Regions from separate parts of the Mus musculus genome. Here region 1 is linked to region 2. The links are chromatin contacts, called in public HiChIP or PLAC-seq maps. All regions are on one chromosome and are shown on one strand. Each heading gives the region's core, a stretch centred on a gene start, on an enhancer-like site or on the middle of the called end of the contact. The rest is flanking DNA. Distances are from core to core; before and after follow the strand shown.

The links. HiChIP or PLAC-seq counts read pairs in DNA pulled down with a chosen protein or histone mark.
Region 1: a contact with region 2 is called in an H3K27ac HiChIP or PLAC-seq map of embryonic stem cells, with 18 read pairs. The contact joins the promoter of Slc25a5 here to the enhancer-like site in region 2. A contact is called at or near these places in 3 of 39 promoter capture datasets (liver and pre-B cells), 1 of 15 datasets of contacts at CTCF or cohesin (embryonic stem cells), 9 of 484 Hi-C or Micro-C datasets (the N1E-115 cell line, cerebral cortex, embryonic stem cells and 4 more), 4 of 115 datasets of contacts at active chromatin or transcription factors (embryonic stem cells, intestinal villus epithelium and microglia) and 3 of 9 other capture datasets (adipose tissue, liver and pancreatic islet).

Annotation. Positions count from the first base shown.
Region 1 is chrX:36,793,692-36,799,307 of GRCm38.p6, reverse strand. Slc25a5 (solute carrier family 25 (mitochondrial carrier, adenine nucleotide translocator), member 5) reads right to left here and starts at 3,711. Exons shown (of 4, transcript NM_007451.4): 1 at 3,467-3,711; 2 at 1,979-2,465; 3 at 1,432-1,572; 4 at 500-921. The coding sequence starts at 3,577. The coding sequence ends at 764.
Region 2 is chrX:36,831,329-36,836,976 of GRCm38.p6, reverse strand. It overlaps a transcript of C330007P06Rik not described here. Among named protein-coding and RNA genes, the nearest start is that of Mdrl, 17 kb to the right of the region's middle. Within about 2 kb of position 3,211, at least 45 of the 459 cell types and tissues checked have an H3K27ac peak or open chromatin away from gene starts, as enhancers often do. A contact at or near this core is called in the N1E-115 cell line and embryonic stem cells, where this site is marked.

The sequences.
Region 1 (5,616 bases), core at 2,462-4,961, 38 kb after region 2:
GCTTGAGCCAGGTGAAGAAGGCAATTGGATGAAAACTGAGAACTATAATTACCTTATATTAAAAGAATCATTTAAATGGGGTGATATCCTAATATCATTTGAAAGTATCATTTGAAACTTTGGCATGTGGTTCTTGTTTTAACCACAGGAATAAGGAACAGGTACAGGAGACTTTCTGGGAGCTCATACAGCTATGACAGGCTATAGGCAATGGACCAAAGTTTTGGGTACACTGATCCCAAATTCTACTTTGTTAATGAACTGGGAATCGAGGGGTACATATCCAAGTTATTTCTTGCAAAATTGATTGCTGATAACTAGCTCTAAAAGTTCTTTCAGCCAGACAATGGCAGTGCATACCTTCGATCCCAGCAGAGGCCAGCCTGGTCTACAGTTGAGTTCTACTAGGACAGCCAGGGTTATACAGAGAAACTGTGTTGTTCCCCCACCCCATCCCCCACAAAGCAGACTCTTATATGGAAACAAACAACGAACAAAACTGGTTTTGGGTATTTTTATTTCTTCAATTTTTTATTATCAGGAGTGACTGAAATAAAAAATATAATTGAGTCCCATCATTATTGTCATTATGGAAATGGCTTTAAGAGAAAACTGGTCAGATGAATATTATTGCTTCCCACTTTTCAACTGGTAAATAGTTGCCACTGATAAAACAGACAAGCCCAGAGAATCTGTCCAGAATGTTCAAGATATGGTATATTATACAACATGCCTGTTCTCGGGGAGAACACCTAGGACATAATTATGTGTATTTCTTGATCTCATCATACAAGACAAGCACAAAGGCGCCACCCATGCCTCTGAGAACGTTGGACCATGCGCCCTTGAAAAAAGCCTTGCTCCCTTCATCGCGCGCGATCTTCCGCCAGCAGTCAAGCGTGCCTGTGTACATGATATCAGCTGCAAAGAATAAAGACATGTAGTTGATGACTAAAAGCCAGTGAACACCTCCAAAATCCTAATACAGAACCGAGCCCCACCTTTAAAAAGTATTTTCCCCCCTTTTCCCCCCATGCTAAGGATGGAACCTTAGGCCTTGTGTATGCTAAGCTCTCTACTACTGAGCTATTCTAAGCACTTAATGGCAGTTTTAAACCCAAGCATTTACACATTAGCACAGGCATTGACTGGAGAACAGGGACAGCCATGTCATAGGCATCTAAAGGGCTGTTTGCTCACAGGCACTTGTGCAGACAACATGGATGCTGTCCATCACCCCTTCAGAGCCTACAGCATTTCAATGACACTGGAGATTGAATATAGGGCCTTGAGTACGGTGGGCTAATGCTCTACCACCGAGCTGTATCTCTAGCCCTAGACTGTAGTTATTAAAGGCAGCCACCCACTCATTTTTGGCCATAACTTGCCTCACTCCCATGACTTTTTATCTTACGATCAAGCCGAACTTACTTCCTTTGCGTCCAGACTGCATCATCATACGACGGCGAACCGTGTCAAAAGGATAGGAAGTCAGGCCAGCGACAGCAGTGACAGACTGTGCAATCATCCAGCTGATGAAGATGTGAGTATTCTTGGGATCTGGGAGCATTCCTGAAAAATAAGAGATTAAAAAAAATCAAAATGTAGTTTTGCTGACCTATTTACTATAACCAACTAACATTTTATCTACCACAAGCTTCACACTTGAAGAATCTGGCTTCCTTCAGCAATTAAAAACAAAATGAGTGGTGGGCTTCTGTTATATTGGTGCAAGACCTTGCTACCCTGTCTTAAGGTGGATGGCTATGAATGGGTAGCCTGGTCTACATACTGGGTTCTAGGCTAGCCAGGGATACACAGTGAGACCCTGTCCCAAAGAGGAGGAAAAAATAGGAACCTGGGGTTTGGGGATACAGCTCAGCACTAGATTAGCATGCACAAGGCCCTAGGTTGAGTTCCTATAACTGCAAATAAGTACCCACATCTCCCACAGCCTCTAAGCAAATAGCAAACTTACCCTTTGCAGTGTCATAGATACCAAAGTAGGCAGCTCGGTAGATGATAATGCCCTGTACTGACACATTAAAGCCTTGGTACAGGCCCTTAATCCCATCAGATTTGTAGATCTTAACCAGGCAGTCACCAAGGCCTTTGAATTCCCTTTCAGCTCCAGCTTTGCCCACATCAGCTGCTAGACGGGTACGGGCAAAATCAAGAGGGTACACAAAGCACAAGGATGTAGCCCCAGCGGCACCACCTGATGCCAGGTTCCCTGCAAAGTAGCGCCAGAACTGGGTCCTCTTGTCCACACCACCCAGAAAGATCTGCTTGTATTTATCTTTGAAGGCAAAGTTGAGAGCCTGGGTGGGGAAGTATCTGATGACATTGGCCAGGTTCCCACGCCAGAAGGACAGGACTCCCTGTTCCTTGGGGATACGAACCACGCAGTCTATGATGCCCTTGTATTGCTTATCTGCCGTGATTTGCTTGCTGGCATGCTGCACCTGATGGATAGGAAGAAGGCAATAGGGACAGTTATAATCACAGAGAAGGGGAAAGGGAAGAACACACACATAAAATCGTTAAGGTTCGTTCCCCTTTCTCCAAATCTAGCTTTCAGAATCACATGAGCTGGACAATTCTAACTGCTGACACTACTGGGGGGCGTAGGGGAAGTGTTTAAGAATTGAGCAGCACCATCAGAAGTAGTAAGTCTCGACTTCTGTGAGTGAGGCACCCTCAAGCGTACCTATGACCTTTAGACCAGGAAGAAAGGTCATTCCTTCCAGATCAGGTTCAGAAGCATTAGGGTGGGACCTGCATAGGACACGGTCACCTTGGTGACCAGTCAACTTCTCTAGTCTCCGGAGCTGCTCCCTTTCCGCCCCACCCCCACTCCTGTCGGGAGGGGTGGCGGTGACGACGACTAAACGCTCGCCCGCGAGCGCCCCCTAGAGGCAGTGCGCGGCGAGCGCGCGGCAGGAAGGCTGGCGAGGGGCTGCGCGGGGGCGGACGTAGCCGGCACATGCTCTTCCCGGCGTCCACTTCCGGCCTGCCGGCCGGCGAGCCCACACCGCGTTGTTCGCCGGCTGCGTGGCCGCAGAACCGGTCCGCGTGGCCTGCCCAAAGCTGTAATCTCCTTGCCGTGACCTTGAGGTTTTCGGTCAGGCCAGGTACTCTGTTTTCCAGCGCCTGCTTTCAGGCCTATTGCCCTTGCCTCTAAATCCGGGCTAGACAGAGCCTCTCGGGCAACCCCATCCTAGTTCTCTGTGCCGGGGATGGCCCTGAGCGCCTCTGGTCCCTCTGGTCCCGACCACTTGCGACACTCAAACTCCAGGTCCTTAAAGGCGCCTTCCTCCCGGTTGCCTTTCGATCTGACACTGGCTAGGCCCGGCCTTCACCTTGCCCCCAAATCTAAAGACTGAGCCCCACTTTTCCGCTAGGGTACCCCCTTTCTGTGCAGATCCTTTACTTCCTGCCTGGGCCCCTCGATCTCAGAACGTACCTGCAGCAGCAGCTTGACCCTCTCGATGGGTGCTACCGCTGTCTTGGAGATGGCTGCGGCCACTCCACCGGCCAAGAAGTCCTTGGCGAAGGACACAGCGGCATCTGTCATGTTGAAAGCAAAAAAAGAAGAGGCAGGCGAGTGCGGGACAGGGCTGGGTTGACAACCGGCTTTGACTCCCGGGCTCTGGGGCGGAGCAAAGCAAATGGCCGACTTATATAGCGGCAGCCAGGCGGTGAGCTGCCGGCGTAAGGGGCGGGCCAAGGCGGGCGCCCAGTACTGGCGCGCGGAATGGCAGAGCTGCTGAGTGGCTCGGGACACGCGGGAGGAGCCTGGGAGGTCGCCCTGTCAGCCTCGCTTGCCCTTGGCACCTGATCAGGCCAGAGTAAGAAAAGGCTGCAAGGAGTACCTACAACTGGGGGACCTGGACCCTAAGAAGTGTCAGGGAATAGCGAGGAAGGGTGAAGATAAGTGCCCAAACGACAAGACAAGCAAAACAAACAAACAAACAAACAAACAAACAAACAAAAAACAAGAAAAACCAACCCAGGCCTAGGGTGAAGACGATTCAGACAGACAAAACCTCCCCAAACTTAAGGAATCGAGATAAATATCTAATGGTATGTTAATCGATTTCATTCAAACACACTTAAGGTCTGCAGTTCACTCACCCATTTTTGTAACGAAAATTAATTGTAGAACCAGGACTGGAATTACAGTGAGGTACATGAACCAAGGTCATACTAGTACAGGATGGGATCCCTGTCTGTCAAGTTCTTAACATTAACAATCCAAGGATTTTTGCATTGGTTTTGAGTTTTTAAAACATCACATTATACATGAAATTCATTTATCTTGGTGGCTGAGGGGTTCTGTGTCAAGTTCTGTGAACTTCACTACCTAGACCTGACACTGCTTTGAACAATGTCTTCAGAGCCAGAGAAAACTGAGGTACCTACCAGCAGGATGCGATCCCGGCAGCATACCCCAGACTGAGGTACCTACCAGCAGGGTGCGATCCTGGCAGCATACCCCAGACTGGTTTGCAAATAGCTTAACAAAGATCTTTCAGGGAATTGGCCTTGGAAAGTCCAAAGGACAGACTCAAGGTGAGGAAATCATTTTAATTGGAAGCCAAATACAGAGCACACCCAGAAGGATAAGAGGCTGAAAAGGTTAACATTGCAGTTGGCAGTTGACTCCAGACACCAAGTAAAGTGCTCTTCGATTGTTAGATTGCTGAACTCCCACGGTAGTGGCAATGGACCTGTGTTCCCTGAGCCCCTTAATGCTGAGCCGAGTAAATATTTGCTACAAACGACCTGAAGATCAGGAATCCTCCCTCATGTTCAGGACAGAAGCAGATAATGTGATCACCAAACTGCTTTCTAAACAACCAGTGTTTATTTTATAGAAATAAAGGCGTCAGTTGAAAACTTAGCTGCATCTGACCCATAGGTGTCCAACCTTCAAAATTCCCAAAGGTGAAATGCCAGTGTACCTGTCCATGCTTAAGACATAGTAGATGTTTTAGTTAGGGCTTCTTTGATTTCTGTGATAAAACACCGTGACCCAAAACAACTTCAGGAGAGAGGGCTTATTTCATCTCTTTTTTTAAGGTTTACTTGTGATATGTAAATATACTGTAGCTGTCTTCAACACACCAGAAGAGGGCATCAGATCTCATTACAGATGGTTGTGAGCCACCATGTGGTTGCTGGGATTTGAACTCAGGACCTCTGGAAGAGCAGTCAGTGCTCTTAACCGCTGAGCCATCTCCGCAGCCCAGGCTTATTTCATCTTACAGCATGTAGTCCAAGCTGTAAGCAAGAACTCAGATAGGAAACCTAGAGGCAGGTGTTGCAGAGGCTTTGGAGGAGAACTGCTTACTGGCTTGCTCCCAATGGCTTGCTCAGCATGTTTTCTTGTAGCATGCCCACCAGCCCAGTGGTGGCCCCACCCACAATGAGCCGGGCCTACTCATATCAATCATCAAACAAGAAAGTGCACCACAGGGTTACCCAAGGGTCAGCCTGGTGAAGGCATTTTCTCAACTGAGCTTTCCTTCTCAGATGACGCCAGCTTGTGTCAAGTTGACATAAGACTAGCCAGCACAGTCACTTGCCCTCTCCTACCTCTATATCTGTCCA
Region 2 (5,648 bases), core at 1,962-4,461:
CTCTCAGCTCAGAGTTCAGCAAAAATAGGGATGAGTGGGGGTGTGGAGGGGTAGAACCAAGGAGAGTTAGCTGCTAACACAGTAGATGCTCAATGAGTGAAACATACACTCACTGATTGTTAACCAACATCAGTGCAATAATTCCCTCTTCCTCCCCATGGCACACTGCGATGTGCTTCCCTCCTCCTCTGAACTCAAGGACTCTGCCAGACAGATGCTGAGCTATCTGTATGATAGAGAAAGATGCAGGTTGAGAGTAGCGTTTAAAGATGTTAAAGATGTTCCCAGCATGGGGGTATAGTAATTGAAGAGATGGCAGTGCTAATTACCTTGATTTGATCATTACATATTTGAGAACATGTATTGAAATACAGCAGTCCTCCATAAGTAAGTGTAACTAATATGACAAACAACACATTCAAAAACAATAAAAGGAAGAATGCTTCAGGCCTCAATCTTGCCCCTAGAGAGCTTACACTCTCTCCAGGAAGAGGAGACAGAGTTGTGGGTCTGATTTCTGATACCTCCTGCATTGGCAGCCAGACTCACATAAACTGTATGACCCCTTGTTTCCTCCTGCTGCATTCCTGTGAGAGACTCATAGATCTTTGGTTTCCAGGACTCAATAGTGGGAGCTAACTAGGTCTACCTTGCAATAGGAATTTTACTTCTGTTTAGTGGAGACACACACACACGCGCACACACACACACACACACACACACGGGTGGGGGGGCATGGATTCTCAAGTAGGCCAGACTGGTGTGTCTGTGTACTCAGACTGACCTCAGACAGATAATCTCCCTGCCCCAACATCCTTAGGATTGGGATTGCATGTGTGCAACAGCATGCCAGGCCCTGTTTGGCTTCTTTGATCTATCTAGTGCCCAAGAAATAAATTCCTGTAAATTGTTGGCTTCTTCTCTTGAAGCCAGCCCAGAGGTGCTTAGGGGAGCCTAGGCACAGCCTCCTGGCCCTCTGTCCTAGAACTCATTATGCCATGATGGAATTGTTTATTGACCATATCTATCTTGTTCACTGTGCCATTGGTAGTGACTAGCCGAGTCCCTTGGCGTACTGATACAGAACATGATGGCTTAGAGCATGGACACTTGCAGGCCAGACTGCCTGAATTAGAGTGGGGTATGCATGTGGTGCACACACTAAGTGCGGGCAAAACACCTACGCACAGTAAAAAAAGTAAAAGTTGTTGCTACTTGTTCATAGCTCCCCGTGGGTAACACGTAGGCTTTAAGAATGAGGCACACTGGACACTTTGCCCCTTCTTAGAATTGGGAACAAAACACCCATGGAAGGAGTTACAGAGACACAGTTTAGAGCTGAGACGAAAGGATGGACCATCTAGAGACTGCCATACGCGGGGATCCATCCCATAATCAGCCACCAAACGCTGACACCATTGCATACACCAGTAAGATTTTGCTGAAAGGACCCTGATATAGCTGTCTCTTGTGAGACTATGCCGGGGCCTAGCAAACACAGAAGTGGATGCTCACAGTCAGCTATTGGATGGATCACAGGGCCCACAATGGAGGAGCTAGAGAAAGTAACCAAGGAGCTAAAGGGGTCTGCAACCCTATAGGTGGAACAACAATATGAACTAACCAGTACCCCCCCCCAGCTCGTGTCTCTAGCTGCATATGAATCAAAAGATGGCCTAGTCGGCCATCAGTGGAAAGAGAGGCCCATTAGTTGTGCAAACTTTATCTGTCTCAGTACAGGGGAACGACAGGGCCAAGAAGTGGGATTGGGTGGGTGGGGGAATATGTGGGGGACTTTTGGAATAGCATTGGAAATGTAAATGTAAATACCCAATAAAGAAAAAATGAGGCACACATGTGGATGCTTAGCCATGCTTCAATCCTAGTGAATTTCTCATTACAACCACTTCTCCATAAGTAGGAATTTTCTCAGTGAAGTCTCGAATGACCATGTATATAAATCCTGTACAGACAGCGTACCTGGCTGTTGTCACTTTGATAGGTAATGAGCCACCTGCTACTTTCTATTTTGTCACGTAGTAATGCTTTTTTTTTCTTTGTAGCTTTATAATTAGTGTTCCTTTGTCATTTCCTGTGCATTGTATCTGCCTACCAATTAGGTTTAATCCTGACTCCTATAATGTTTATTCATCCCTCGTAGACAAGTGTTTATCTTCATTGTCAAGCCTGGGGTAGGTTTTTAAATCAGTTTATAATGTTTTAATCTGTACACAGGTTTTGTTGTCCATCAGCAAGGTTGCTGTCTTTACCATCAGTAATTATTGTAATCAGAATAACTGTCATAGGAGAGGGAGAGGAGACGCACTTCCTAGCATGCTTGCCCAGCAGGCACAAGGCCTTGGGGTTGATCCCTAGCAGCAAATAAAGAATGCTTGCTGGCCCATGCCTGTAATCCCCGCACTGGGGTGGAGGCAGGAGGATGAGAAGGTCAAGGCCATTCGTCAGACACAAAGCAAGTTTGAAACTAGTCTAGAATACGAGAGATCCTGTCTCAAGGAAAAATCTATAGTGATAGTTAATTTAATTCTTGTTCAGGAAATCCCTTAGGTAAAGATTTGGGGTTTTTAGAAACACAGACCCATAAATTGTCCTTGAAATAGTATAGACATTTCCTGGTACAAACTAATGAAATCTGAGAGACCCAAGACAAGAGAGCCTAGGAATTTGAACCGTTTGATTCAGCTAGAATGATATATTCTCTAGAGTCAACAGAAAAACCAATACCCCTTGGCAAACACATTGTGAGTCCCTGGTCAGCTCTCCTTCAGTATCCTGAAGCAGCCATTCCATTCTCCTCCCGCCAGCGCCCCTCAACCCTGAGCCTTTCAGCAGGAAGATTGTTTTCTGTTTTCTCAGAGCAGAATTCAGTCTAACAGTCTGAATGCCTCCGCCTCAGACCAACACCAGTGCAACAATACTCTCTTCCTCCCTGTGGTGGATGCTGAGATGCGCTTCCTTGCTGCTCTTAAGAGCTCTGCCTTGCGCTCTCAGGCCCCTGTGGGACTGCCTCCGCTGAGGAGGACCACTTTCCCAAGGGCACGGTTTCCTCGCGGTAGCCTGTATACAACCACCGGGCTGACTGAAGCCCAGTCTTCTAGTTTCGGAGCTTCGCAAAAGCTGGAGCCTGGGCCCTAGTCCCCTGGCTCCTTTAGGCCTGTCTCTATGCATCCTTTCCCACATGGTAATCCCCTGAGAACTCTCCGATAAACCCCCTGTGGCTGATATTACCCGAGAGTCTGTATGGGGATGGGATGGGGTGGGGTGGAGAGAGGACTCGGTAGTTAATACCACTTGCTGCTCCGGCAGAGGACCTGGGGTGGGGATTTTCAAGCCCCTACATAAAGGATAAACGATTTGCAATTCAGTTTTAGGATATCTATCGCCCTCTTCTGGCCCCCTCTGGTACTGCATACACCTGGTCCACAGACATGCTTGTAGGCAAAACATTGCGACAGGTAAAATAAAAATAAATAAAAGAAAGACACGTGCTCCTCAGTGAACTCCTTCTGCAGCCCAGGGGCAACATTCATCCATGTCGGATACAGGTCCCCCCACCTCTCCTCGGACTTTACCACTTGACTCCTCTCTTTCTGGCAACCCTTTCACGGGTCAAATTTGTCTTAGGTGTACAAATTTGAATAGATTTTCAGTAAAGTCCCCTTCTCACTTCTGCCATTTCCTCCTTTTTACTGGTTAACTATCCTTTTTGTTTGTTGACAGAAATGTGGTCTCAGTATGTAGTCCAGACTGACCTTATATTTACAAATGCTTCTTTCTGTCTCAGCCTCCCCTAGTGTTGGTACACTTGGAGTACCCCCCCCTTTACTTTCTAGTCCTTAACTGCCTGTGATCATCAAGGCTCTGTTCTTTGCCCTCTTTCCATTGATTGCATTCATAGGTGTGGCCTCAGCTACCCTCCCCTTGATATTAACACATAGGAAAGATGCCAAAATGGATATATATCTTCAGCTCAGGTTTTGCTGCTGCTTCCGAGTGAGACACTTTCATGTTCAAGTGACTATTTGTCATCTCCACTCCACTGACCCACAGGTGTTTCAACCCCACATAGCCACAGTAGCTTCCGTTATCCCTTGTCCCGGAATGTCTTCTTTGTTTCAGTGAATGCTACTACCTTACCTGGTACCCGCTTACTCAAGCCAGAGACCAGATTTCATTGGCATGATCCCTCCCTCTTATAACCGTCTTCCCCAAACCACCCTGTCCTGGTGGCTCTGCTTCTTTAAGGGCTCTCGGATTCCTGCATTTCTTCTTGCCTAATGTCCTAGTTAGGTTTCAAAGCCATGTGAGCCAGCAGCCTCCTCCTGCCTTAATCCTCTGCCCTGCCAGTATTTCTAGACCACATCGGCTACACTGCCACATCCAGAGAGGTGGTCCTCAACCTATGGGTCTCAGCCCCTTCTGGGTCAACCAACCCTTTCACAGGGCCACATATCAAATATCCTGCATATCATGTATTTCCATTATGATTCATAACAGTAGCAAAATTATGGTTATGAAGTAGCAATGAAAATGATTTTATAGTTGGGGTCGCCACAATATGAGGAGTTGTATTAAAGGGTTTCAGCATTAAACAGGTTGAGAACCACAGCTTTAAAGCAAGCAGTCTGGATCCTGGCAGTTCTCTGCTCAAAATGTCTCCAGTAGCTTCCTGCTGCCTTCAGAATGAAGTAGGGTTTCTATCTGTTGCCACCCCTCTCAAACCTACCTTACCTACCTGGCTTCACCACACCTGCCATTCTGCTATAATTCACTACTTGAAGTCATTCCAGGGCCTTCTTTGAACCTGCCCTCCCGCTTTGGGAAAATACCCTAAACCCTGCTGACTTTCCTTCCTCCACAGAGCCTTGAATGCCTTTCCCAACTTTCCAGACTCTCAGAAGCTAATTTAGACCCTTGCCCTGTCCCTCCTCTTCACAGACATCTAGTGAACTTAGCACTCCCTCCCTGGTACCTCTCAATTTGAATTCCTTGAAGCCAGCGGTTTCATGCCAGAACCCAGTACAGGGTTTGGCGTGCGCTTTATCACTCAAGTAAGTGCTTGTTGCATAAATGAGTCATTGAAGTATGAATGAGAAGGAAGGGGGGAGGGAGGGAACAAGGGCTGTGATGAGAGACGGAAGACAGATGCTCCTGTCTCACAATTTAGTGCTGCAGAAACATCCTGTCTATGGCCTGTGACAGACTTGCATGGTCCCAAATACTCTAAGGCAATCTGTTTTTGTCTCCAGCTGTGTGTGAGACTGTGCTCTGGCCCTCCTCCTCCCCCCTCTTCTTTTTATGCAGGAGATGGAACCCAGGGTTTCTGAATTGCTAGGCAAGTGCTTTGCTACTGAACTCTGCCTGTAACTTGTGCATATGATCTCTTCATTTCCCTCAACAGTGGAAAGAACTGGAGCAGGGCAGAGCTCTGGGACAGGCATGTCCTGCTCAGGGGCCATTTCTACAGACGGATATAACATGGTCTGGAATGAAGGGACACTTTTCTAAGTCACTGCAGCTTCTGCAACTGCTTTTCAAATAGAACAGCAGTTTTGCCACCCCAGCACTCTCTCTCTCTCTCTTTCTCTCTGTGTGTGTGTCTGTCTGTCTGTCTGTCAGTCTCTGTC